Regions from separate parts of the Mus musculus genome. Here all the other regions are linked to region 2. The links are chromatin contacts, called in public HiCAR-type and promoter capture Hi-C maps. All regions are on one chromosome and are shown on one strand. The core of a region is the stretch at or near the end of the contact, and the rest is flanking DNA. Distances in the headings are between cores, read along the strand shown. Region 1 holds the start of Msn (moesin). Region 2 holds the start of Yipf6 (Yip1 domain family, member 6). Region 3 holds the start of Las1l (LAS1-like (S. cerevisiae)). Region 4 holds the start of Med12 (mediator complex subunit 12). Region 5 holds the start of Nono (non-POU-domain-containing, octamer binding protein). Region 6 overlaps Msn (moesin). Region 7 holds the start of Taf1 (TATA-box binding protein associated factor 1).

Region 1 (3,905 bases), core at 749-3,248, 2.8 Mb after region 2:
TACAGAAGGAGTGGAAGCCGGGTTTAGTGGTGGCTACAATCCCTGCACTTGAGAAGAACTACTTCCAAAAGAGTTTTTAAGTATATCTCAGGCTACAATGTGAGTTCAAACCAGCCTTGGCTAGAATCAAACCCTCTATCAAAACAAATGAACAAGCCAGGCATGATGGCTCAAGCCTGTAATCTCAGCACTGTGGAGGCTGAAGCAGGAAGACTGGCAAAAAAAAAAAAAAAAAAAATCTGAAAGCCACCTACATTACATCGGGAGTCCCATGCCAGCCTAGGTTATAGGGTAAGATCCTGCCCAAGTAAAAAGCCCCGAAATGGAATACATGTGATAAGAAAACAGAAGGGAAGACAACTGAGGGGAGGAAGGAAACCTGCCTGCCGAACGGAAGTCTTGGGGTGAAGGAGGCGACAGGAGGGCAGTGGAGGAGGGGAGCAAATTGTAATTTCACATATGTATATACTTTCACAAAGTATACTTTTATATAAGACCAGGAGACTCTCTCAAAAAATAAAAAATAAAAAAAAGAAAAGAACCCCCCCAAAAAAAAACCCCACCTTGGTATTTCTTAAGAACAGAGTTCTGAGAAGGCAAGGACGATTAGGCAGTGTAGCTAGAATACAGTAAGGGTAGCAAGGAAACTTCAATATAGACACAAAGACCTCCTGTATCTATTCACTCTCCTCTCTTCCGAGGCACCCTCATCCCTTCTCCAGCATCCTAGTCACTGTCTCAGTTCTACCAGGCTCAGGCAGTACTAGAGAGATGGGTAGGCTAGCAATATACAACATGGGAGCCCAGCAAGCCCCATTACCTAAGAAACATAATTCACGGTGGTCATAGGGCCTTCATGAGCAAGGACCTGGCGTGACTTGCACAAAAGCAAGCAGAGCTCATTAGTCAAGCACATACCCCTCCCCCACCCCTCCCTACTGGGCATCCGGCCCCCCTAGGCCTCACTCCCTGGAGGCTTCTGCGAGCAACAGCCAGTGGGGTGGAGACCAGATCTCAAATCAACCACCACACTAGATAGGTGTGGCCCCCACAGGAGAAAACCTATACCTCACAAAACGGTCCTGAGGGGATAGAGAGGCACTATGTCTGACAGGGATTTAATAGAGGAAGAGAAACCTGCCCTGTCTTCCAGTGGGTTGTGTGGGCCCCTCCACAGACTTGTGCCTAATGAAGTGTTTGTACCCCTGGGTAAAGTAACCCAGTTGATGAGACCCTTCACAAATCTTCATTTCCCTGGGGAAAGCAGTTGGGGCTAAGACGCGGTGGAAGGGGACAGAGCAGAAGTGGGGTAGAAGAGGGGCGGTTATGGGAAAGGTGGATGGGTGTGCGGGATCCGCCCTGGGCAACTTCCTCTCTCCTCCCCGCTTCTCTGTAAGCTTGGGGGCTCTTCTGAGACAGTGATAGCTTTGCTACAGAAAGGCGCCAATTCCTGGGCCGGGGAAATGTTCTCAAAAGTAAAGTCGTTTCCCCAGTTCCCAACGACCCTTTAGAATAGGGGATTGATCCAGTCCCTCAAAGAGTTTCCACTGTCTCATCCCAGAGGCGGGGAACTGGAACCCGAGAAAGGCTGGCTCCTCCTTATCCACACTTCTAGTTTGTACACCCTGTCACCCTCTAGAGCGCTCAAATTAGGGCTCCACTATCTTCTCCTTCCTAGGGCCTTAGTGGACAGCCCAGCATCCCCGGCAGGCCTGTGAGCAACCAAGCCCGAAGCCATAAAGTGGCAAGGGTCAAGCTTGGAGCCCCCAGGGCCGACCGCGCTAGTTGTCGGCACTCACCGTCTTCGGCATGGTGGCGGCAAGGGCAGAGGAGTTGGTGAAGTTTGGCTGGAAACTGTCGGGCTGCTCTGAGCGCGCAGTACACTTCGGCAAGGACTCCGGAGAACCGGGTGCTCAGATTGGGTCCCACTCTAGCGTTGGGCGACTGCTCCGCTTCCTGCTAACGGGCCACGACTTTACAAACCCCACCCAGGAAAGAGCCGCCCCCGTTGCGCTGCTCGCTCCTTTATGTGGCCGGGCTTCCGCGCCTCTCCCCGCCCTCCCGCCAGCCTGCCCGCGGCTTCGGGCATCGCCCCGCCCAGCCCGGCCCAGCCCAGAGAGGCTACTCTGGCCACGTGGGGGGCCAGGCTCGGGGCCAAAACTCCCCAAGGACTCCCACTCCCCACTAGTGCCCACTCTGCCCCCTCCCACCTTTCCTCACTGCCCCCCTCCCTCCAAGTTTCGACCATCTGACTCCGCCCCCAGTCTGAGCCAGAGCTTGACTGGGGGGCCACACCCTAGCAGATGCTTTTCAGCCCTGAACCATGAGTTACCAATGTTGGGAACCCGTTGCCTAGTAGAACTGCTGAGTTCCCTCTCTAGGAAGCCTTGTTGGTTAGAAAGTTCCCGCTTGTGGACATTTGAACTCCTCTTTTTCTCTGTGACCTCCAATCATGCCACACCTAAGTTCCCTGGGACCACAACAAATCCTCTGCTGTCCATAGCAGCTCCTGAGAGTTCTGCTACTCCTCAGGAAACTTCTGGGCTAAACTTCAGCTCCTCCTCAACAGTTCACTCCCTTCTAGAGGACTCATTTAACCTGTGACATTTCCTTCGACCTTGTATTTATTTGTTTGTTTGTTTGTTTGTTTGTTTATTATTTATTTATTTCATTTTCTCCAGAACTGGGATCCTTTTCCAATTATCTGTCTTCTATGTTCACTTTCAGTCCTCCAATTCCCACTCTCCTCACATCAGTGTCTTGGTCTTTTCCTTAGTCCTTCCCCAACATTTTGGATTTGTTTTGTCTGTCACCAGAGCTGGCTCTAAACTCATTATTTAGCTTAGGTTTGTCTTGAACTCTCAGTTCTAAGACACTGGCTTAGGTTTGTCTTGAACTCATAATCCTACTACCTCAACTAGATTGCAGATGTCTGACACCGGTTCTATACATTCACTTGCTTTGACACAGCGCACTAACAGCAGCCAGTTGACTTGCATTCCCAGTCCTCCTGTTTCTACCACCTTAGTGCTCAGACAATACCAGGCAGACATTCACTTTTTGATAAGAGTATAAGACTCTCGGGTGATATATGCCCTCCAGTTCTGGCAACTGTGCAGGAGCATGGGTTGTGTGTCTTTCATGAAGTAAATTACCATATACCTCAGTGATGGAGAGTCAAACACAGAATAGTGGAAAGGACACCTCAACACTCACCAGGCTTCAGATCATTGTTTCATCATGAACTCAGCCTGTGTCCTCTGCACTTTCTTGGGTAATTCCCTTCCCCCCTCTAGTATTGAGTTTCCCCTTCCTTAACAATGACCAAACTACAGGGTTTCCAAGGTTCTTTCCCATCCAAACATTACAAAAAGAGGAGAAAGAAGTAGCCTATTCAGTAGCCTACAACATAAAGGTTGTATAAAGTCTTGCATTTACACTCATGAGCCAACATGCCTCTATTTCTGTCACTGATACCGCAGTTCATTGACAGGTGGGGGGGGGAAAAAGAACGTTCTCTGTCAAAACCCAAGTATTTGCCTCAAGGAAAAATAGCACCTTTCAGAAGACTTCAGTAGCAGGAGTAGACATGGTAGCCAATCAATCCTTGATACTGCCATGGCCCATGGACCCTCCACCCAATTCAACCTCCCAAATTTAAAGGAACTCACTGATTTCTTCATTCATGTTCACCTAGAGCCTAAAAGATCTTGGCACTAAAATAAATACCTAAAATAAGTCCACTGCAGACTAGTTCAACTTTCTGGAACGTGGAAATCCCCAGTATGTAATTCCCTAACCCCTATGTGTGTGTGCACATCCCCAGCCATGCCACATCCTCCCGTTTACTCCCTGCAATCACATGCAGAAAGGAAAGCTGGGTAGCATGTTAAGGAGCTGAGCAA
Region 2 (3,895 bases), core at 957-3,456:
AAAGAACCAAACAAAAGTATTTCAAAGTATTAGTGCCTATTCGCTCCCATAACACTGAAGTGGTCTCTCAACTCGTCTAACTTACAATGGTCCGACGAATGGATTCATTCAGTGTGGAGCTGTCATGTTCTTGAGCACGAGCTCTGGAGGGGATGGTAATCTCCCCTTCTATGGGAATGTCCTGAGAAATTGACACATCAGACAACCCTGCAAACTGAGAAAAGATTGGGGGAAAGAAAATTAAGCTTACAACTGCAAAATGTCTCAGAAACATCACCATTTTCTAGAGTTGGGCCTGGCTATTTAAGGTTTTGCGTAGTAACTAAAAGTAGCTCAACAGACATTGGGCAATACAACTAATTCCTAAACACTCCTAGTTAACACAGTAAGCCCTGTCTACACATGCATGCGTGCATGCGTACAAACTTGCACACGTACTTAAACACATCACAGGCATTACAGAACGGGGAACAGTCTGGAGTAAAGGGAAACTAAGAACAGCTAGGTAACCTGTAACTATGTGGCAGGAGGCATAATGTTTGCATTAGTTTACATATTTTCACTATTCTGTGGTGAGCTTCATCATTTTCCGAACGTCTAAACTTGGGTTTAGAGAGACTTTACTCAGGGTCACAACTGATCCATAAGATGGCCCAAATGACCTTATCCCTTCAGTGCTGGAGATTGGACCGAAAGGGTCTTACGTATGTAATGCACTCTCTTTCCCGCTGAGCTCCAGCCCCAGATTCAATATCCTCCTTTACAGTTTCATTCCTGGTGCCTAAAAGACTGCCTGGAACACTCTAGATGCTCGAGAAATATTTTTGCTGAAGAGATGAACAAATAGAGCTAGTAAGCAGAAGAGCTGGGACTTGAACCAAGTTCCCTTGCCTCTCAGTTCAGTTCTCTGTTACGCTGCCAATTTAAAACAAAAGAAATGAAAGCAGTTACTGAGCAAACAGTATATAAGCAAATACTGTTTGGGAAGAAGAACGACAGGGCGTAACAACGACTTCCTTATACTCCTCCACTCATGACTGTATTAGGCACTTCATAGAAGTTATGCCATTTTAAAGGCAGGTACCTTCTTTTCAGTTTAAGAGTCAAAAACACCCTTCACTGAAACGAAATGCTCAAACTCACAAAAGCTTCAGTGCGAATGCACTCTAGCTCACATGGGGTTAACTGTGAAGCCAGTGTTCTTAAAGCAGTATTGGTGGCTCTTAGTGACATATGTGTCATGAAGGGGATAGCAAGCACCTGCAAATAATAATTAGCTGCTTTGAGTCACCCACCGGGCAAGTAAAGGTTCCGGTTACAACCAATAAAACGACAACGTCCTGTGAGAAGCAGTTTCATTACTTGTGTAGTACTTCACAATGACTGGTGACAAGTCGTGATAAATGACAGCGATAGAGGATACTTCAGAAACCACTCCAAGCTCGGCATTTAACTCACTGTCAAAGAACCCCTAGAGTGTGGACAGACAGCGGAGAGTCTCAGAAAGGCACAGAAGGCCAGCGAATGGAAGGGAGATGCAGCTAACTCAAAGACCAGGTGTAGTGTCAGCTGGTTGTAGACGCCAAGGGCCTGCAAAGCCAAGAAGCTCTGGCTCTCTGATCCCGAAGCCTTCCCGACTCGCTTCCCGGGAGCTCTGCCTCGCCCTCAGTCCCTTCTGCCACTGTCCTCTTAACTCACCAGGGGCTTGGATGCCGCTGCCTCCTGTTCTCCCGGAGAGTCCTCCGCTTCCGCCATCTTGATAAACCTCCAACTGCTCCCCTCCCATGCGTCTCTGCGAAACCTGAGACGTGGAGACCGGGGCTGGTCAGCGCGCGGTCGCGTTAAGACGGCGTCACCGCCGGCGCCTGAGGCTGGCTGCTGCGGCGCCCAGCCGAGTTCCGGTGCTCCGGTAGCCTCCGAGGCTCGAGCGCGAGCCTATTTGCTCACTGTTTGGGGACGCAGTTTCGCTAGGGGGCGCTCCGCCTTCCACGCCCACTGAGAGTGCAGGCTAGAAGCGCCGGCTCGCCCAGCGGTGCCCCAGGCTCCAGCAAACTCCCAGCCGAACCCAATGGAGCCCAGTGATGCTCAGCTGAACCCAATCGAGCCCCGTGATGCTCAGCCGAACCCAATCGAGCCCAGAGGCCCCAGCCAAACTTAGCCGAGCCAAGTGGCATTCAGCCGAACCTAGCTGAACTTAGCCGAACTTAGCGGAACCTAGCGGTACACAGCCAAACACAATCGAGTCCAGAGGCTCCCAGCCAAACCTAGCAGAGCCCAGAGGTGCACAGCCGAACCTAGCCGGACACAGCAGAGCCCGGCAACGCACAGCGGAATACAATGGCGCTCAGAGGCGCCCAGCCGAACCTAGTAGGCACACAACCAAACCTAGCCGAATGAAGCCGAGCCCAATGGAGCCCAGAGGCTCCTGCTAAACTTAGCGGAGCCCAGTAGCGTTCAGCCAAGCCCAGCAATGCACAGCCGAACTTAGCCGAACCCAGCGGTGCACAGCCAAACACAATCGAGCCCAGAGGCTTCCAGCCGAACGTAGCAGAACCCAGAGGTGCACAGCCGAACCTAGCCGAACACAGCCGAGCCCAGCAGCGCACTACCGAACCTAGTCGGCTCACAGCCGAACGCAGCCGAGCCCAGCCGCTCACCACCGAACCTAGTCTGATCACAGCCTGACACAGCCGAACGCAGCCGAGCCCAGAGGCGAACAGCCGAAGCTAGTCGGTGCAAAGCCGAACGCAGCCGAGCCCAGCCGTGCACCACCGAACCTAGTCGGATCACAGCCGAGTGTAGCCGAACGTAGCCGAGCCCAGCGGGCACCGCCGAACCTAGTCGGATCACAGCCGAATGCAGCCGAGCCCAGCAGCGCACAGCTGAACCTATCTGAACGCAGCCAGCGGTGGCCTGCGGCACAGAGCCACACCTAGCCGAGCCCAGACAAACGAAGTCGAACGCATCGGCGTTCAGCCAAGCGCTGCCGAGACCAATGGCGCCCAGTCGATCCCAACCGAACCTAACCGCACCCAGCTGAGAGTAGGCTATCCCACCACCAGCGCCACTGCGGAGCAAAGCGGAGCACTGTGGATCCAAAACGCGCCCAACTAGGACCATCTGAAAGCAGCTGAGACTAGCAGCGCTTGACAGAACCAGTTCACCAGAAGTGGCTCTGAAGTGCCATTCCTCGTGTCCCCAAGAAAAAGGCCTCCGACTTCAAGTTGAAGAACCTGATCCCCTTGTCTACTGCCGTCCTTGCCTTACTAGTTCCCTGAGCTTCATAGCCAGCTTCCATCTCCTTCAAATCCTCAAACCTTTGTATTGTCTCCCCACAGGTCCTGCACAATTATTCTCTCTTTCATCTCCTATCAAGTGGGAGAGCTTCACTCCACTAACTTCCCAAAACCACTACAACTTTGAAGTTGCTAAGCTACTTGGTGGCAAGTACTGAAAATGTCCTTGATCAGTAGAGGCTCCTGGGGTGGGTAGTAGGCGGGGAATGGGTAGGAGTCAGCTACTGTAACCAAAAAAAAAAAAAAAAAAAAAAAGAAAGAAAGAAAAAGAAAAAAAAGAAAAAGTTAAAACAAACAAACAACAACAAAAAAACCACCCCTGCCGGGACCAACTTTCACCCCTACCTCATCCTGGCAAACAATCAAGATGTTTCTGACTCCTGGTTGCTCTGACTCACCTCTTACCCAAGGCTCCAGTGAGGTCAAACAAGAGAGCCATTGTTGGCATCATCAACATTCTCCCTATGCAGTAAAATGCACTGCTTTATATATTTGGATAGGTAATTCAGAAAGGAACCCAGGGAATAGATGGGAGGAGGAGATACGTGGACTGTGGAAAGCCAGACTTCCCAGAATAAGCTTCTGGGGATGGCTATTAG
Region 3 (3,500 bases), core at 92-2,591, 3.0 Mb after region 2:
AGTAAAATGACAAAATGCACAGGTCAACTAGAAGAATTATTTTATTTAGGCTATCGTCATAGGGAGAATACTTAAAGAACAACACAATAGATGGCTTTGTAGTGGGAGATAAACATGAAAGTCATTCATGAGTGTTATGGGGAGTCATATGAAAGCAAGGGAAAGAGTATTAACTGAAAGCATTTGCACAGGGATGTGGTAGATAACTGGAGTCTAGACTAATAACCTCAGGAAAGGGGCAGAGACTTGTCCAAGGTCACATTGATAGTGGCAAAGGAAAGGTAAGACTAGAACCCTGATTCTATACTCTCAAGATAATTCTAATTCCAGTCATTCAGGCCTTAAATCACTGTGCAACGGGCATCTATCAGCTTACATATTTCTTAGTAATGCTTTTATTTTAAAAAAGATTTATTTATTTATTTATTTATTTATTTATTTATTTATTTTATGTATATGAGTACACACTGTAGCTGTACATATAGTTGTGAGCCTTCATCTGATTGTTCGGAATTGAATTTAGGACCTGTGCTCGCTCCAGTCAACCTGCTTGCTCCTCTAGACCTCGCTTGCTCCAATCAACTCCGCGAGCTCAGTCCCTGCTCCCCCAGGTCAGCCCTGCTCTCTCAGTCCCTGCTCAGTTCGGCCCAAAGATTTATTTACTATTATTATAAATAAGTACACTGTAGCTGTCTTCAGACGCCCCAGAAGAGGACATCAGATCCCATTACAGATGGTTGTGAGCCACCATGTGGTTGCTGGGATTTGGACTCAGGACCTTCGGAAGAGCAGTCAGTGCTCTTACCGCTATTTAACATATAAGATAGTGGGTTCCGTTATGACATTTTCACGCATGTACTTTGCTCATATTAACTTCCTGCCCCTATTATCATCTTTTACTGGTTCTGACCCTTCTCACACTGTTCTCTTTCCTTCCTCCTAACATGCTGCTATTAATTTACTCAGTACTTGTCAAGAAAGCCGATTTTGTTCTACCAAATCTTAAAGCCAAAAACCAAAAAAAAAAAAAAAAAAAAAAGAACCTTGAAAGCACCCTAAGTACTGTAATCGAGAGCAATTCTTCCGTAGACCGCCAAGGGGCGCAAAGCTTTGTTTTGTTTTGTTTTTGTTTTTCTCCTTAAAGTCCATACACGCTGGGACAGACGACGCTCAACAAGACAGGAAATTATGGGAACCTAGAAGCTGAAAGGACTGTGTTTCTGGGTAGGCGGCTTTGTGAATGAACGCTTCCGGCAGCGAGCGGTGCCAGAATTCCGCACGTCAGACCTGTGTCCCACGTTCCTATTGGCTACAGTCACGTTGAGAGGCGGGCTGACGTCGGGGTCATATTCTCCAATTGGCTAATGGTGTGCCGTTTGGAGCAAGGGCAGTGTGTAGCGCAGCATGCTGCGCACTTCAGTTGAGGTTGGGAATCCGGGCGGAGACCTGCTCTTGGCTCCCAGGGCATGGATCGCGTGTGGCGTGCGTGGGACGGGCAGTCCTTCAAAGAGAACCAGCCTGAGTCGCCGAGTGCCAGGGGTATCGTCGTCTCTTGGCTCAGCAGGGCTGAGTGGGAGCAAGTGACGGTTTATCTGTTCTGCGATGATCACAAGTTGCAGCAGTATGCGCTGAACCGAATTACAGTATGGAGGAGCAGGTAAGGCGGCCGGGTCAACCCTCCTGCCTGGGCGCTGGTGGTGCCTCACTCCTTCCTTGGTCGAATTCCCCTACGGCCACATCTTCTATAGCCTTCCCTGAAATTGCCTTATGGTGCCTCTCTCCTAAGTGCCTGGGGAAAAGTTGCAGCCATGCTCCTGTACTCGTCGAAGGAAAACAGGGCGTACGTTCCAATAATATTTTTGTGTCTGTGAGGTTTAAGTTTTATGTCCAAAATAGAGGGAACCTGAGCCCGGGACTAAAAGAGTAGGTTGATATGTTAGGGTGGCTTTCTGGTTCCAGTTAGGGATTGGACTGTCACCGTTTAGGTTAGATTCAGGATTGAGAAGGCTCAGTTCGTTTGATGGGGGCGGGATATAGAGATTTGGGGTTCCCATACCTAAATAATTTGAGCGGGGAGAAAACGGACTGTGTCCACACAACTGTTGATGTCCTGTTCACCCCAGCCAGCTTCTCAATTCCTTTATTATTGTTGGATCCCGGGGACTTGACCCCGTCTTTTCCACAGGGTTTTGTATCTCCGTGCACTTTTCAGTATGTAGGGGGGGGGTGGGGGGTGTATAGTACAACGACCAAGCTTCTCTGGTAGAGGATAGAACAATGTACTGATTTTTATGATGGTGCTGTGGCCCTTTAGGTTAGGCAACGAACTGCCCCTGGCAGTGGCTTCTACTGCTGACCTGGTAAGATGCAAGCTCATCGATGCAGCCGGTACCTTGGGCACTGATGAACTTAGACTGCTCTATGGCATGGCATTGGTCAGGTAAGACCTGCACAGGGTAAGACTGGGGTGTTGGCTTTGGGAACTGGTAAACATGGATTCGGGTACTACCTGAAACAAAAAGCCACGGATGGGCCTTTGTGGGTGAATCAACCTCTGAGTTTTGTTTTTGTTTTTGTTTTTTTAACGTGGCCATGACTATGTCTTGTTCACAGGTATGTCTTGTCCACACAACCCTCTTTCCCTTTTCCAGAAAGTTTTTTCTCTTCTGTTCTTCCTTCCCTTCTAGAATGTGTAGGAGGTATGAAATTCAGAATATTTCATACATGTTGGGGGGAGGGCTACTACTGAGTTTTCTCATGTGACAAAGCCTTGTTCAATCTGTTTGGATGTCTCTCCCTTTGTCCTCTGTTTCTGTCACTTATCTGTGTTCCCCATATTATTTCATGTAGTCATTTATTCTGACATCTACAGCATATTGTGTTCTACATATGTCATGATTATTCTAGACCAAATTTGCCAAGACCAGAAGTGTCTTATTTGTCTGTGTTGTTTCCCTTAGTAAATGTTGGGGTGGGTAGGGACTATCCCTGCTCTGGCTGACACCAAGCATAAGAATGGGGAAGTCAGTAGAAAGGTACTTCATAAGGAATTTTGAGTAAAACAGTTTTTTGGACTATGCCACTTATGTCTCTCCCAACCCAGGTTTGTGAATCTTATCTCAGAGAGGAAGACAAAATGTTCTAACCTTCCCCTCAAATACCTGGCTCAGGAGGTATGTGCGAAAGGTTGCATTGCTCATTCTCTTTTTCTAGGAGGGCTTCCTAAGTAGGTCATGGGGTAAGGTATGCAAATCAACCAGTTTAGCTCATCACTACCAGATAAGCCAGTAGAAGCTTTAGGCCCTTAGCTTTCAAGTTTTTGGTGGTTGTTAACTCATGAAATAGTATGTTCCACGAGGGCACGTGTACATATATTACTGCTATAGTTGTTTTTTATTTGCCCTTCTCTGCTTTCCACTCCTATCCACCCTCTTTCAAATAACCCTTCCTGTTGTGTGCATGTCACACTCCATTAGCTTTCCTTGCTCTCCTTGTCCCTT
Region 4 (3,502 bases), core at 977-3,476, 2.3 Mb before region 2:
ACTCAATGCCATGTACAACATGCCCTTGCTCCTACCTGAAACATGAACAAGGCGAGCTTCTCATTGTAATCCCACTGCCTGATGGCCATCTCTACATCATGGGGCAAAGGCCCTATAGTAGAACCACAGCCTCCACTTCCTGCAGGCCCTGGCCGATAGTACTCAGCCATCTTCTGTAGCTGCTCCCACAAGTACTTTGTGATGATTTGAGTCCATTCTAAAGAAAATACGGAAAGGGAACTATATGATACTATTCTTAAGCTTAGAATACTCTATCCCCTGCCTCCACCCACAATCACCAGAGTTCCAAGCTCTATTCATCCTCTTAGCCTGTAGACAAATGCCACCTCCTTAAAGCAATCATTACATCCACTGAAGTCTCAAAGAACCTTCTGTCTACTCTTTTGATGTTTACCACTTTCTATATTTAATTATGCTACATATGCCTTAGCATCTCCACTAAGATCTAAAGAGCAGAAATTATATGCTGGTCATCTTTACAGCCCAGTACCTGAACACAGCAGATACTCAAATTACTCCATGCTTACCAATTTCGTGCACATAAGATTCATGCAGAAGCAAGGAATAGACTAGGAAGATTTATTCTAAGGCTCCATCACTCCTTGAAGCCATCAGTGGTATACCAGGTGTACAGAGTTACTTACCAGTGAAGGGGTCAGCAGTATTTTTCTTCTTAACCTTAGTCTCAGACATTGCTGCATAGTAGGCACAAGTCATCTTAATGAGCCAGGCAGCCCGCATCACAGGCACCGTGTATTTGGCCAAATACCCAAATACTTCTTCCTTTTTACTGAAAATGGGGACCTGGATGGGCATCACAAACAGCAATGTCTCTAATTACTCCAGGGAGCTGACACCACATAGCTACATCTTAGAATATAGGTAGACACATTCCCCACCTTGACCTTAAGAACAGGAAAAGAGTACTTCACCTTTTTGGCTAGGTGTGTGAGTGGTTTGGTGCCAGCCAGGTCAGTGAACCAGGTGTTAATAGCACTCTGAGATCTTGCAGTCACCAGCCAGAAGTTGTCCTTCTGGTTCATTAGGGACTTCCTGCGACCAGTGTCAGAGAGAGTATTACACCTTAACTTCTCTGCGATGATGCTGCTGAAGTTGGAACTGATCTAAAGGGGGAAAAGTAGACCTCAGGGTAGGAAGACTGTGAAAATGCCAATGTGCTAGCACTGAGTTATAAACTCTGCCACCTAGGTTGTCCCTTTCAGTTTGCCCAACCCGGAGCTTTTGCTCCTCAGATTCTTCCAGCCTTTTCCTTCAGCCTGGCAGGGTTGTCTCACCTTGGCAGGATTGAAGTTGACGTTCTTGGCACTGCCATGTTCGTCCCCAGAGACAGCAGGCTGGTTATTGAAACCTTGTTTTACATTCAAAGCCGTCAGTTCATCCTGAGGCAGAAAAACAGCATTTTTAGCTCACCCTCATTCACCTTATAGAAGAGGTTGTAAGAGAGGGCAGAGGAAAAGGTAACAAGGGAGCCAGGGAGGAGGAGGAGGAGGAGGAGGAGGAGGATTCTGACTAGAAGAGGTTGTTATTTAAAGCCCAGCCCTTATGTTCATTTGGACCCCACCCTCACCCCCACAGTCAATGAGACTCCCACATCCCCCAGAGCGACCTCAACATCACTCTTCCCTTACCGGCACCTCACCAAGCTGGCCCTAACAACTTTCTGAGGTTTGTGTGTGAGCGCCCGAGTGAGTGTGGAGGGGGGCACCTCTGGCATGGCTCCTGAACCCACGAGCTCCTCAACCGGAACTGCTGGCAGACCCTACTCTCCAGCAGGGCACCAGTCCACTCTACTCTTCCCCCTGTTGGGACTTTTTCTCTCACCTAACCTCATCCCCCCTTGCCCTCAACTGTCAGTGTCTCTTCCCTCACGAAACACCTGCCCGGACCCCGCGGGAACCGGGAATTGTGAACGCACCTCCTTCTGTTTGGGATCTTGAGGGTACACATCGGGAGGCCCCAGCCGCAGCCGCTTCAGGGGTCGGTGTTCATAGCTCAAGATCCCGAAAGCCGCCATCTTGCCCAGCCCGTACCGCCTGAGGCGCCTGCAGGGCCAGGCGAGGTGGGGAGGGAAGGGGCGGAGGGCCGAGGACGGGAGGGAGCACGGGGACAGCGAGCCGGGCGGCGGTAGAGAGGACCGAGGCCGAGAGAAGGGGGGTGGCGGAGGCGGGGCACGTTAGAAACTCTCGATTACTGCCGGAAACTGCCGAGGGACGCTGGGTACCGTCGGACAATACTGACTGCAGAGTGGGTGGGGCCTCGCCGGCGCGGGGCGGAGCCCCACAGCCCGGGAGCTTTGGGCCCTAGGAGGGAAAGTCAATTTCACACACTAGAAATCCACCGGCGTGGCCGGGGCTGGAGGCGCAGACCTGGAATAGGGAAGGCAGCCGCGGCGCTGAGCTCTCTCGCTGGAACTGGCTTCCCGTGGCCTCGCTCAGTTCTTGGCCTAAAATAAGTGCTCGGGAATTTTTAGTTTAGTTAATAACTGCGTCTTTTACTGATCACTTCGTTTCTTGGTTCTCACATCTGGATAATGGGCATGCTAAACTTCCTTCAAAGGACAGTTGTAAAGATTAGAAACTACTATTGTTTTAAGAAAGCACCTCTGATCTGATACAAAAGATCCGGTCTAGCCAGGCGCAGGCCTTTAACCCCTGCAGAGGCAGAGACAGACGGATCTCTGTGAAGTGCTTGCCTTACACAAAAAGAAAGCAACTGTAAAACTGAAGTGCTTATAATCTCTCCAGGTGGTTACAGGCCCTCTGCACCACAACCCCCTAACCCTTTGTTGTTGTTGTTAACCCTTAACCTGGCGGTGCACACCTTTAGTCCCAGCAGAAGAAAGCAGATCTCTGTGAATTCAAGGCCAGCCTGGTTTACACAATGACTTCCAGAACAGCCAAGTCCATGTATGAACTGTGTAACCCTGTCTCAACAACAACAACAACAAAACCAAAGAAACAAACAAAAAGTAGCCAGATTGATGGCAAACACCTTTAGTCCTAGCAACTAGAGAGGCAGGAGCAGGAGTATCTGAGTTCAAGGCCAGCCTGGTCTACACACTGAGCTCCAGAACAGCCAGAATTACATAGCGCCCTTGTCTCAAAAGAAAAAAAACCACAGGGTTTGGGGATTTACCTCAATGGTAGAGCACTTGCCTAGCAAATACAAGACCCTGGGTACCCGTCCTCAGCTCTGGAAGGAAAAAAACAAACCAAAAAAAAAAAAAAATGCCAACGTGTCATCAGAGTCAGATGTGGTGGGGCAAGCAGGTCATCCAGAGCAACAGTGACTGACACATACCCTGTCTCAAAAAGAAATCCATTGACACTTACATTATGTGTGTCACACACCTGTAATTCCCACAGCTCGGGAGATTGGCAAAAGGATAACAAGTTACTTCCAGCCCAAATTACATAGACACACACACACACATACACACACCTCTTTTCTGAGACAAGGT
Region 5 (3,496 bases), core at 14-2,513, 2.5 Mb before region 2:
ATCCAGTGTGAACTTGCTAGGCTGATATGGTTGCCTGGTGGGCGACTGTTAAAGCTGTAGAATACAATCACGGTAAAGGCGGCTGAGTTTCTTAGGACTTTTTATTTAAAAAACAATGAAGTGGACAAACATAAATTTAAGCACTAACCCCTATTAGAACAGCCATAATTAGGGGTTATAAAAACAAAACAACAACAAAAAAAAAAACCCACACCACTCAGTCACATTTTAGTTTCAGATTCTAAAAACGGTTTAGCTTAAATAACATGAAAAGTGCCCCCCAAATTAATTTCTCATCTGTAAAATCTGTATTAGTTAAGCATCCTGCACTTTACCTGATGACCCTACCTCCTGCACCTACCTTGACTTGGATTTGAACACAGCAAAGTGTCTGCCTCGCAGTCCTCACTAACCTCGACTGCTGTTAAAAACACAAAGAAAGGTGTCAGCTTACAGTAAGACGTCCGCAAAGTGAAAAATACTCGAAAGTAATGCCACAGAAAGCAACATTTTTTTTTAATTTAGAAAAGCGATGCCTACAAATGCCTAGGAAAAGCTTAAGGAGCAAGGGGTTCGGAAAAAAGGCGCGCGCGCGCGCGCGTGCAAGGGTGGGGTGGAGGGTGTTTCATGAACTTAGCACCAAAAGCCAAGGGGTCTGAACTAGCAAACTTCCCACTTTCGTTTCAAATAACAAAACAACAACAACAAAAAATCCATAGCTCCAGGGGCCCCACAGGCCCTCTAGGAATTAATGGCCTTGAAAGGCTAGGGAGGAGCATCCGACAAAGCAAAGCGCCTCCTCCTCTAACCTCGACTTCAGGGCCTTAGTATAATAGACCCCACACCCTGTGGCCCAGGGCGTTCAAGAAGCCAACAACTTAGGGCCACTAAAATTGGGGGTGAGCAGCACAAAGAGTCTGGGCAAGGAAGCAAGAAAAGCATTGGCTAATGCCCGCGGCGGGGAGCAGGGAGCGCTCTGGCCCCCATGGGTGGGCTGCGAAGGCCTTGTGCGGAGGGGGAAAGGCCTCCCGGGCCTTCGGAACCCATAGCCCGTGTGCAAACTCGGCCTCGCCCCAACCCCTCCCTTTCCAGAGTGTCGCAGGAAGCCCCACCGCATCCCTAAGCAACCAAAGAGCCATCCCCAAACTCACCCTCTGGCCACAGTTCTTTGCTCGGAGTATGGGCGACGCTGCACGGCCTCCACCGTCCCGAGAAAAGAGCGCGCGACCGCCGGAAACGAGCCGACGGAGCTCGGTACCTCCCGAGGGGGGGGGGGGTCAATTTTGGATTCCCGATTGGCTATGTGAACTGCCAGTCAAAGTTTATCTCCCGAGAAAGTCTCATTAGTCCGCCATTTCTTAACGTTTATTGGCTACCGACTGTCAAAGCCTTGGGTTCGTGTGAACGACAGATGGGGACAAAGAGCGAGGCTTCGTAGCTTATGCGCATGCACTAGAGGCGCCGAGCACAAGACGGAAAAGGAAGGGGGAGGGGGAGCCAGCAGTGGAAGGTAGGGGGTCGGAAGGAGAGGCTCACCCGGCCCTACGGAAGGACTGAAAACCTAGCGGTGGGAGGAGGAGAGAAGAGAACTTGTGCGAGAGGAAGATCGGAGCGAAAAGGGGGGAAAATGTGCACGTAGGCGTGTGCTGAGAATTTATGCACTGCGCCTGTGCAAAATTAAGACTAACAATGTCATTGTATTCTATGTGGTAGAGCTAGCCGTTTGCTACTGAAAAAAAAAAATGTGCCCCGCCATGTTTCTTTTTTTCCACACTTCCTCAAAGCGTCTACCCTGACACCCTATACAGTTTTAGTTTCCTTTCTCAGTGCTGGGTATGTTTGGGAAGTGTAACTGAAATGGACATGATTGTAGAAACAGGCAGGAGGGCAAACGATTTTGACACTTTAAGCTCAGTGATTACCCAGAACTGTGACTAGCACCATTTCCATAGTAACCAGAGAACCCGATAGGCCAAACAGACTAAGGTTCCCATCGCAGAGAGACTCAACAGGTTGGTCGGCGGTGCCTGAACCAGTATGTTGGAGGTCTTCACATCAGACCTACTCTTTATCCCATAGGAGGCCTATCAGGTAATAATAACCTTCGTTATTCCATAATGCCTAGCTCTCCCAGGCGGTTAACCAAGGATTACAAGGTTCAATAGATAGGCACCAGTAGTTAATCCTCAGTAATTAATTCATACTCCTGATGGCAGATTATCTCAATAGGCATTACCTATACCTTGTATGGGGATACAATGATATGGAACTGTGCTGTCTAATAAGCCTCTTACAATGTTGGGAAGGTTCTGTGGCACCATTCAATACAGTAGTAGAGACTAGCTATATTCTACCCAATCCACCCCGTTTGCGTGTGCGTGTGCATCAACATATGGCTACAACTTACTATAGTGGGTATATTTATCCCAATGGTTCCCAAATTCTTTGAGATAAGATAGCACATTATTATGAAAAAAGAAAATGGGGGGGATCAAGATCAGATAATGCCCTTCAGTATGAAGTTTCAGCCCTACTACTGATCTCCTATATCCACTATCCAATTATGACAGCTGTTTACTACGTATGACTGTCACAATCAAACAGAAATGATTAAGCCTTTAACTTCTGTACTCAGGAGGCTGAAAAAGGAGCCTCCTTGCCCAGAAGGCCACCCTGGACTACACAGTGAGTAGCAAGGTATCCAGTACCTAAGACTCTGTCTCAACACAAAACAATAACAACAAAATTACACATACATGTATATGTATACATGATTTAAAAGGTGAATACTTTCTAAACCATGACCCTTTCTGTTTTCAAAAAAGATTTAATGGGGACTGGAGAGATGGCTCAGCAGTAAAGAGTGCTGACTGTTCTTCCAGAGGACTAGGGTACCTACCCCAGCTCCCATTGGTGGCTGGCTGGGACTCCAGTTTCCAGGAGATCTGACGCCCTCTTCTGGCTTCTGATGGTAATACATGCATGTAGTCCACAGACACATGGACTGTTTTAATTATTTTATGTGTGTATTTTGTCTGCATGTATGTAAGTGCATGTAGTGCCTAAGGAGGACAGAAGACAATGGTGGATCCCTAGAACTGGAGTTACAGATAGCCACCATGCAAGTTTGGGAATCCAACCTAGGTCCAGTGCTCTTAACCTCTGAGCTATCCCTGAAGCCCCAGCTGTGACTTTTTGTATGCAATGATTTTCTTGGAAAAAATAGTAACACGGGGCCTGGAAAGATGGCTTAGGAGTTAAGAGCACGTACTGCTTTTGCAGAGGAGCTGCTTACATTCCTAGCAGACACATGGCAGTTCACAACTATTTGTAACTAGTTTCAGGGCATCTAACACCTCTTCTGACCTCTTCAGGCTCCTGCAGGCTTGCGATCCACAACATACATATATTCAGGCATAACCCAGTTGTGGTGTATGTCTTTAATCCCAACACTTGGGAGGCAGAGGTAGACAGTCTCTCAGTTTGAGGCCAGCCT
Region 6 (3,629 bases), core at 946-3,445, 2.8 Mb after region 2:
CAGCATTTTTAAATGTTCTCTCTCTTAGGAGAGATGAGAAATTTTCCTCAAAAAAAAAAAAAAAACAGAATCATAAAGGATGAGTGAACACAGCAGAGCAGTTACAGTGTTTTATTCTCTTCAAAGGCTGTCATGTCTTCCTTCCTTGTTCTGAACTCTGCCTGACTATTTTTTCCTGCAGTCTTTTATTACTAACCCTTACCACTCAGTAAAACTTACCAAGACTCCCAAATTCTCACAGCTGGTATCACAAAGATCATACAATAGGCCTCAAAATGACTCAATACAATCTATCACCTGAGGTAAATTTTTAGAAGAGTCCCTTGCCGATCCACACAGATTCTGGCTTCTTGGGTCAGAAGGGGACTGGCCATCAGAAAGTAAGAACTACTTTTCAAGGCCCTTCCGAGTTTGTAAACCTCATGATGATAAAATGGCTTGGAAACTATCTGATTGAGGGAAACACAGAAAGCACAGGTTAACTAGAAGACATTGAGCAAGTGGTTTAGGAAAAGCTCTCCAAGATTAAACATATAACCCACATCCACCACAGAGATCAAGGATGCCATAGTCTTTCTATAGCCACTACATCCCTCTATTTTCTAGTATCCTTGTTTATAAAGTATGATGACAATAATGCCTATTCTTCCCTACCAAGAAGCACCACTACCTATACCCATAAACTAAAGTAGTATCTCAATAGCAGGGAGAGCATGGAATAATATCCTAAAAACATCAATACAAGATCTAGCTCTACCAACAATGAGCCAAAAGCCCTTAATAAAGTGAGCATAGCAATGCCAGTGTAGCAAACATGTTGTTTGGTACTGATGAGATGGTGCCCTTAACTGATTGCAAACACCATTTCTGACATTAGTCAACAACCCAGATTCCTAGTTGCCAACGCAAGATTACTATAATATATTCTCCAGAGAAGAGGCTTGGGAATCTGTATTTCAACAAATACCCTGAGATACTCACTACCTGAGCTTAAAGAAACATACTCTGGCACAGATGCTGGTGACATCAGAGCACAGGATCAGTAACCTAGATGTCCAAGATGTTTTCTGGCTCGGAAATCTTCATTCAGGGACCTTGAAGATAAGATGTGACAGAACAGGTGCTACAGGCAGGAGGAGGAGATTTTGAAAGCCTAAACAGAAAATTGTGCCAAACCTTTGAGCTATTGTCCAGAGTATTCAACCATCTTTCCATCTAGTTAAGAACCAGACAGTGGGAGGTACAGATAACTCAGCAGCCAAAACATATTGATCAAAATGCTCTAATTTAAGGCCTCTGTCAAGAGTCTTCCTGAGTTCTCTGCCTCATAAGCATTCCACACTTACTCATTCTCAGGGGAATTTTCTGGCAATGAGCAGACCTTAAACACCAACCTCCCCTTCTTGGATTCTCTGAGAACTAAGGGACAAAGAACAAACATCAAAAGTAAAGCAGAGATGCAACTCTTCATGAAAGAAGAAATGGGAGGGTCACTGAGGGAAAAGCAATTTGCTTAGTTAGGCTTTATGGAGACAATTGTAATATCCCAGCACCATACTACAGCAGACTGTTCAAGACTAGTTTGGGCTACATACATTTCTCAGGAGGACAAAAAAGCATCTAATGCAAATTCAGAGGTAAAACTACAGTATGGGTTTTCAAAGCTACCAGTACACTGACTATTATTTGCTCTTCGCAATTTCTTTTAGTTACAAGTTATTTTGACAGTTATCATTTAACTTTATCCAAGTAATCTAGTGGCCTCTAGCCATAAGCTCTCACATAGGGTGCTATAGCTCACCAGACAGCTTGGCCAGTTTGAAACCCTCTAGAATAACATGGGGAAATGGAGAGTTCCAGTCTGGTCTCCTAGAATTCTACTCATCTTAGCTCTGCCATAAATTCCTTATAGTATTCTCTGGACCCTTTGTCTCTCGGCCTGAAATACGGGGGTCAAACTAGCTGGCTTCCGAAGGTGTTTTCAGAGGGTCCATCTATCCTCATTGAAAAGAGGAGCTAAAGTGAGTAAATCCCCTTTTTAATATGCCTGCATATTCCTTCAGCCTCGGGTCATTCCGAGCTGAACCCTTTAGGCAGTTAAGTGCCGGGTGACTGACAGCTGGGGGAGGGGGGCGGGCAGACAAGCAGGAAGGCGGCAGCCCCACCCTCCTTTGAACAGGAAGCTAGCTACATCCTCTTTTCCCCACCCTCAGCAGTACATCTCCAGACATACCAAGCAGAAGCTGTGGGGGCAGGGGGAAGATGAGGCCTAAAAAGAAACTAAACATGCAAATCACCCCCAATGTACTAAGGAGCCATCTGAGGGTCGGAAATGAACTAGGGCCATGAGAAAGAGCAGGGAGGCATCCCCAATGTCTACTAGGGCTAAGCTATTCAACCTCACCTTGCTAGCCTGACAGGAACAATTAGGAATGGGCTAGTACAGTTAGCAGACCTGGCCGATCCACTGAACTGCAGGCCAAACATCAGGACCTCATATACACAGGTGTTTCACCAGTATATTTTTCTTGGGTTAAGAATGCAGCCATGTCATAGGTAGGAGTAAGGTATACACATGAGTGAACATTTGTGAATGAGTATAGGGGCTTTTAATGAATCTCAAAGTATCTCAAAGCCAAGGAAGCCCACATCAACCTTCGTGGCTACATGCCAGCCCACTTTCCAGGGCCATCCCCTACACCCTGTGACTGGGCCCCAGCCCTCCCCACATCCTGTTCTCAGAGAACACGTGGCTGCCTAGGGAAAGATAATGTCATTACCACACTTCCCCTCGGTGGAGGAGGATCTGATTGACTGGAGAGGGAGCCAGAGTTCTCTGCCTCAACAGGCTAAATAATCTGAAGTAAATCTCCGAGTTTCACAGAGGGACGGACAGGAAGAGTGACTAGATAATCTTGAGATCACCTGATACAGTGAAGGATACATACCTAAAGACAGAGGATGACAGATCACATTGCTTCCAGAATAAATAAATAAATAAATAAATAAATAAATTTATTTTATGGGGTAAAAGGCCAACTTCTTTTACATTTCAAGATTGTAAGACAATGCCAGTGGAAGGACAATGCCAGTGTCCTTCCTTGATCAGTGAACCAGAAGATACAAAAACACAGGAAAATTGTGTTTTCAAAAGTGTCACACAAGTCTCATACAGTAATCCTAAATACCAACACTGGCATTTCTGCTATGACAGCAGTGAGTTAATGGGCCTAGAGTGGCATTACCCAACTTAGGAAAAGAAAATGACTTCCAATCTGTAAGAGCAGCAACCAAACAAATTTAGAGTTGTGAAGGAGTGCCACAGCCCTACTCACTGCTAATGTCTTCACTTCTCGCTAATCAGCTCGTTCCCTGGCTCCCCTCTGTTTTCCCTTCCTAGCCTATAAATATAGTGAAGAATGTGGCTGAACATTCCATGTTTAGGGAGGTCCTCCCAGCTGATCCAAGGTCAGAAGTCAGAAGTCAGATGTCAACCTTCAGTGATGCCTGACTGAACGCACCATTCTTCAGTGCAACAGGAGCCTCACTGGGCTTCTAAGAGGAATTCCAGCTTCCCGTGCCTAAACAGGTTGTTCCTAACTCTCAGACAACCTGCTCGTACCCACACC
Region 7 (3,738 bases), core at 628-3,127, 2.6 Mb before region 2:
AAAATAGAAAATAAAAGCAGAGTGTGGTGATACAAGACTTTAATCCCAACACTCCAGAGGCAGAGGCCAAACAAATAAACCTCTTCCGATTCTGAGACTGTTATTCTAAAATACAGCAGGGAAAATACTTATGTTTTGAAGAAAAAGAAGTATAATAGGGGAATGATTTGAGTCAAAATACATTTGCTCATTGACATGAGATTATAAACATAACCCTTCTTAATCTTAAAATCTTAAGGGCAAAGAGTGGGTTTGTTTTCATCTTTAACTTTGAAAAGCATATAAGAATAGTTATATCAAATCTACAGGCACTAAAATATATGAGATGACAAGAAATCATTTTCACCCTTGTCATTAATCAACAATTTGAGACCGAACATTATAAAAATAAAAGCTTGAATTTGGTAAGAGAATACCTACTACTTGGCACTGAATTGACAGTGGAAACAGCATACAGAGCAAATGTATTGGCAGGCAAGAACAATGGCAGAGATTAAATATACAAGACAGAGCCCAAAACAGACTTATTCAGGAAGAAAATGTACTAAACTGCCAATTTTGCAACATTAAAGAATACCAAGCGTAGTGGGGAACATGTCTAATCCTAGCACTTGGGAAACAGAGGCAAATGCATCTCTATGAGTTTGGGACAATCTTGCATGCATAATGAGTTCCAGGTCAGGCAGGGCTATGTTGAAAGACCCATTGCTAGAAAACAAGAAGGGGGGGGGGGGGCGGAGAGAGAATCACCTGTGTGGCAAAGGGGTTGCAAGCTTCCCATTGTCTGCTGGTATCTTCTACTTTCATCTTCTGCCACCTCGTTGATGTCAGAATAGTCCACAGCATCCTCTCTACTCCTAATCCATCCTATGGATAAAAAGGGAGACGTCTCAAGAGAAAGCAAGTAATTATCACTTCCTTAGAAAATCCCCACTGAAAAGCGTACAACAGGCTAATCTCCTCCCCCCACCCACACTGTCCTCCCCATGGCCCACACTTTACCTTCATCATTTACCAGGGCACCATCACTCCCGGACAATTCTTCATTTGCTGTGAGTTCAGTGATCAGGCTGCCAAGACCCAAAGCCCCCAAGCCCGCAAGATGCTTCTTGCACTCCTGAAAAGGGGACAGCATGAGGGTCGAAAATAACAACTAAACCTGAAGGTCCTACACAAGTATATTTCCCTTGCTCATAACAAAGTCACAAATCCATCTGAGAAATTATTTCATGAAGTGCTGCTCAAAGAAACATCACATTCAAGAACTATATAGGAAATCTGCTAAATTCCATACAGATCAGTTCCGAACAACACACGTTCCATCCGTAGTCCTGGCTTTGGAGCCATTAGGATCAGCAAAAGCCAGAAAAAGCAGAGTTCCAAGGGTCTTTAAGAAGGCCTTCCACAGTGGCGGTTCTGATAACCTTACTAGAGTTAACTATTATCTTTCCTACCAGGCAAGGAGAATGTTACCTTCGAAGCCAACACCTCAGCATCAGTGACTGACACTTAAGACTTTTCCTCTTCGTCCTTCCTCCGAGTTGAGCCCTCTCGCGCTGTCTCCAGTTCTCCCTAGCCACAGCACCCGCCGCCCCAGGCCCACGACTCACGTCATCCAAGACGCTTTCGCCTTCCAACTGCCCTGCTCCATTGATGTTGCCGAACAGGAACCCAGTTAGAGAAAATGGGCCTCCACCAGCCGACTCTTCGTCGCTGTCTGTGTCGGACATGACGACGGAAGGGCTACCGCCACCCTTGTCCTGCAGCAGCCCAGCCCACCCCGGGCCCATGGGCGGGAAAGAAAAAATACGTCAGTCGCACACGGGTGACTTGCAGCGCTCCCTGACCCAACCAGAGGCTACCGGAAGTTGAAAAAAAGGGGGGAAGGATGGGCCGTCCTACGTGATCCTTTGATGTCGGGATGGCTACTTCCTTTGATGTGTTTGATTGGTCCGCCCAAGATCAGGCTGGATAACTGGAAGGTGATTGGTCAAACAAACCAGTCCCGCCCATCAACTGCGCGGGTCCGTTCTGGTTGCTATGGTAAGAGCGGCAGATTTTTCTCCAATAAGAAAGTAGATCTGAGGCGGCGTGACCTACGACCTCTGGAAACCGCGCGTCACCGGCTACAGTACACACTACACAATAATGATTTGAGCCGTCTTTTCCGGTTTGTGCCGTTCCCCAAAGGAACATTACTATGAATTGTGATAGGGGGACGACTGCTACTTACTTATTTTGAATTTACATTTTCCCATGGTAAAATGTTAAGCTTAGTAAAATGAGCAACCGAAACTTCAAGATTCACAAACATTAAACATTTTCATAGTTTTTTTAAGCGCACATATGATTCCCAGCACTATATATATATATATATATATGTATATATATATATATATATATACATACACATATATGCATATATATGTGTGTGTGTATGTATGTATATATGTGTGTAAATGTGTAAAAGCATGGAGAGAAGAAAGAAACCGAGTGGGAGAAGGGGGGGGGGGTTGAAGAGGGGAGAGAAAGTGAAAGAGAGACAGAAATATACAAGGCTGGGATACAGCTCACTGGCCAACATAGATTCAATTCCCTGTACTTAAAAAATAACCTTATTTTGCCAGGAATGGAAACCTGAGGTAGAAGTGTCTCTGAACCGGGCAGTGGTGGCGCACGCCTTTAATCCCAGCACTCGGGAGGCAGAGACAGGCGGATTTCTGAGTTTGAGTCCAGCCTGGTCTACAAAGTGAGTTCCAGGACAGCCAGGGCTACACAGAGAAACCCTGTCTCGAAATAACTAAAAAAAAAAAAAAAAAAAAAAAAAAAAAAGAATTGTCTCTGTAAGACCAGCATAGTATACATAGTTAAGCTCCAGGCTACTAGGGGAAACCCTATCTTTAAAAAAAAGTTTTTTAAGTACTCTATATATTTGTGTAAATAGACATATTGAACCAGTGAGGTGCCTCTGTAGGTAACATATCTGCCACCAACCCCGGAGCCCCATCCTGAGGACATATTTCATGTTTCAGATCACCATGGTGGCACACAGACTTGTTTGAATTGGAGCATCTTCACTGTGGCCAAACCGAGGATCTGTTCAGAGTTCCTACTTTGCATTTTTTGTGCCTGTTTGCTTGTTCATGTTTAGTTTGTTCTGAGGCAGAGTCCCACTTAAGTTTCCTGGGCCAGGCCTTGAATTTTCCATTCTTTGCTTCCCAACTAACTGAAATTATAGGTCTCTGCCAACAAGTTCAGTCGTGCGATTATATTTGATCACCTCTCTTTAGTATATACATGGGGACATTTTCTTTTTTTAAGATTTATTTTTGAAATGATCTGTATGTGTCTGTGCACGGGTATATGCACTGAAGTGCAGTTGTTCACAGAGGCCAGAACTGTTGACTGCCTCTGGAGTTGGAGCTGCTTGATGTTGAGTAGTAGAAACTGGATTCAGGAAGAACAGGAAGCTATCACAGCCCTGGCTGTCCTGGAACTCACTTTATAGACCAGGCTGGCCTCGAACTCAGAAATCCACCTGCCTCTGCCTCCTGAGTGCTGGGATTAAAGGTGTGCGTGCGCCACCACTGTACAGAAAGCTCTCGCACTCTTTATTCTATATGCCTTGGCTTGCCACTGTCAGATACCCTGGAACTGCCAACTACAGACAGTTGTGAGCTGCCATGCGTGTGGTGGGAACTGAACCCTGTCTCAAAAAACAAAATAATGATGATGCAT

What was found. Promoter capture Hi-C pulls out the DNA fragments that hold promoters and counts their contacts. HiCAR-type assays count read pairs that join an accessible place to other places.
Region 1: a contact with region 2 is called in a promoter capture Hi-C map of pre-B cells, with 5 times the contacts expected there. The contact joins the promoter of Msn here to the promoter of Yipf6 in region 2. A contact is called at or near these places in 8 of 39 promoter capture datasets (the 3T3-L1 cell line, cranial neural crest, erythroid cells and 3 more) and 2 of 115 datasets of contacts at active chromatin or transcription factors (astrocytes and large pre-B cells).
Region 3: a contact with region 2 is called in a promoter capture Hi-C map of pre-B cells, with 6 times the contacts expected there. The contact joins the promoter of Las1l here to the promoter of Yipf6 in region 2. A contact is called at or near these places in 8 of 39 promoter capture datasets (the C10 cell line, cranial neural crest, erythroid cells and 4 more), 2 of 484 Hi-C or Micro-C datasets (CD4 T cells and liver), 3 of 115 datasets of contacts at active chromatin or transcription factors (astrocytes, cardiomyocytes and stem cell-derived neural progenitor cells) and 1 of 9 other capture datasets (liver).
Region 4: a promoter capture Hi-C map of pre-B cells shows a contact between it and region 2, with 2.4 times the contacts expected there. The contact joins the promoter of Med12 here to the promoter of Yipf6 in region 2. A contact is called at or near these places in 3 of 39 promoter capture datasets (erythroid cells, liver and pre-B cells) and 1 of 9 other capture datasets (liver).
Region 5: a contact with region 2 is called in a HiCAR-type map of astrocytes, with 5 times the contacts expected there. The contact joins the promoter of Nono here to the promoter of Yipf6 in region 2. A contact is called at or near these places in 4 of 39 promoter capture datasets (the HPC-7 cell line, cranial neural crest, erythroid cells and 1 more) and 1 of 115 datasets of contacts at active chromatin or transcription factors (astrocytes).
Region 6: a promoter capture Hi-C map of pre-B cells shows a contact between it and region 2. The contact joins the enhancer-like site here to the promoter of Yipf6 in region 2. A contact is called at or near these places in 3 of 39 promoter capture datasets (cranial neural crest, hippocampal neurons and pre-B cells), 1 of 484 Hi-C or Micro-C datasets (B cells) and 1 of 9 other capture datasets (liver).
Region 7: a promoter capture Hi-C map of erythroid cells shows a contact between it and region 2, with 28 times the contacts expected there. The contact joins the promoter of Taf1 here to the promoter of Yipf6 in region 2. A contact is called at or near these places in 3 of 39 promoter capture datasets (erythroid cells, liver and pre-B cells).

Annotation. Positions count from the first base shown.
Region 1 is chrX:96,094,138-96,098,042 of GRCm38.p6, reverse strand. Msn (moesin) reads right to left here and starts at 1,998. Exons shown (of 13, transcript NM_010833.2): 1 at 1,800-1,998. The coding sequence starts at 1,811.
Region 2 is chrX:98,936,092-98,939,986 of GRCm38.p6, reverse strand. It overlaps Yipf6 (Yip1 domain family, member 6), which reads right to left and starts at 2,206. Exons shown (of 7, transcript NM_207633.2): 1 at 1,699-2,206; 2 at 86-214. The coding sequence starts at 1,755.
Region 3 is chrX:95,954,815-95,958,314 of GRCm38.p6, reverse strand. Las1l (LAS1-like (S. cerevisiae)) reads left to right here and starts at 1,341. Exons shown (of 13, transcript NM_152822.3): 1 at 1,341-1,657; 2 at 2,315-2,440; 3 at 3,104-3,173. The coding sequence starts at 1,467.
Region 4 is chrX:101,272,815-101,276,316 of GRCm38.p6, reverse strand. It overlaps Med12 (mediator complex subunit 12), which reads right to left and starts at 2,226. Exons shown (of 45, transcript NM_021521.2): 1 at 1,958-2,226; 2 at 1,317-1,421; 3 at 954-1,145; 4 at 666-825; 5 at 36-217. The coding sequence starts at 2,056.
Region 5 is chrX:101,427,418-101,430,913 of GRCm38.p6, reverse strand. Nono (non-POU-domain-containing, octamer binding protein) reads right to left here and starts at 1,263. Exons shown (of 12, transcript NM_023144.2): 1 at 1,152-1,263; 2 at 362-421.
Region 6 is chrX:96,129,462-96,133,090 of GRCm38.p6, reverse strand. All of the region lies in intron 1 of Msn (moesin), which reads right to left. Among named protein-coding and RNA genes, the nearest start is that of Gm30427, 26 kb to the right of the region's middle. Within about 2 kb of position 2,195, at least 174 of the 459 cell types and tissues checked have an H3K27ac peak or open chromatin away from gene starts, as enhancers often do. A contact at or near this core is called in liver and pre-B cells, where this site is marked.
Region 7 is chrX:101,530,874-101,534,611 of GRCm38.p6, reverse strand. It overlaps Taf1 (TATA-box binding protein associated factor 1), which reads right to left and starts at 1,877. Exons shown (of 39, transcript NM_001290729.1): 1 at 1,611-1,877; 2 at 1,003-1,117; 3 at 751-867. The coding sequence starts at 1,790.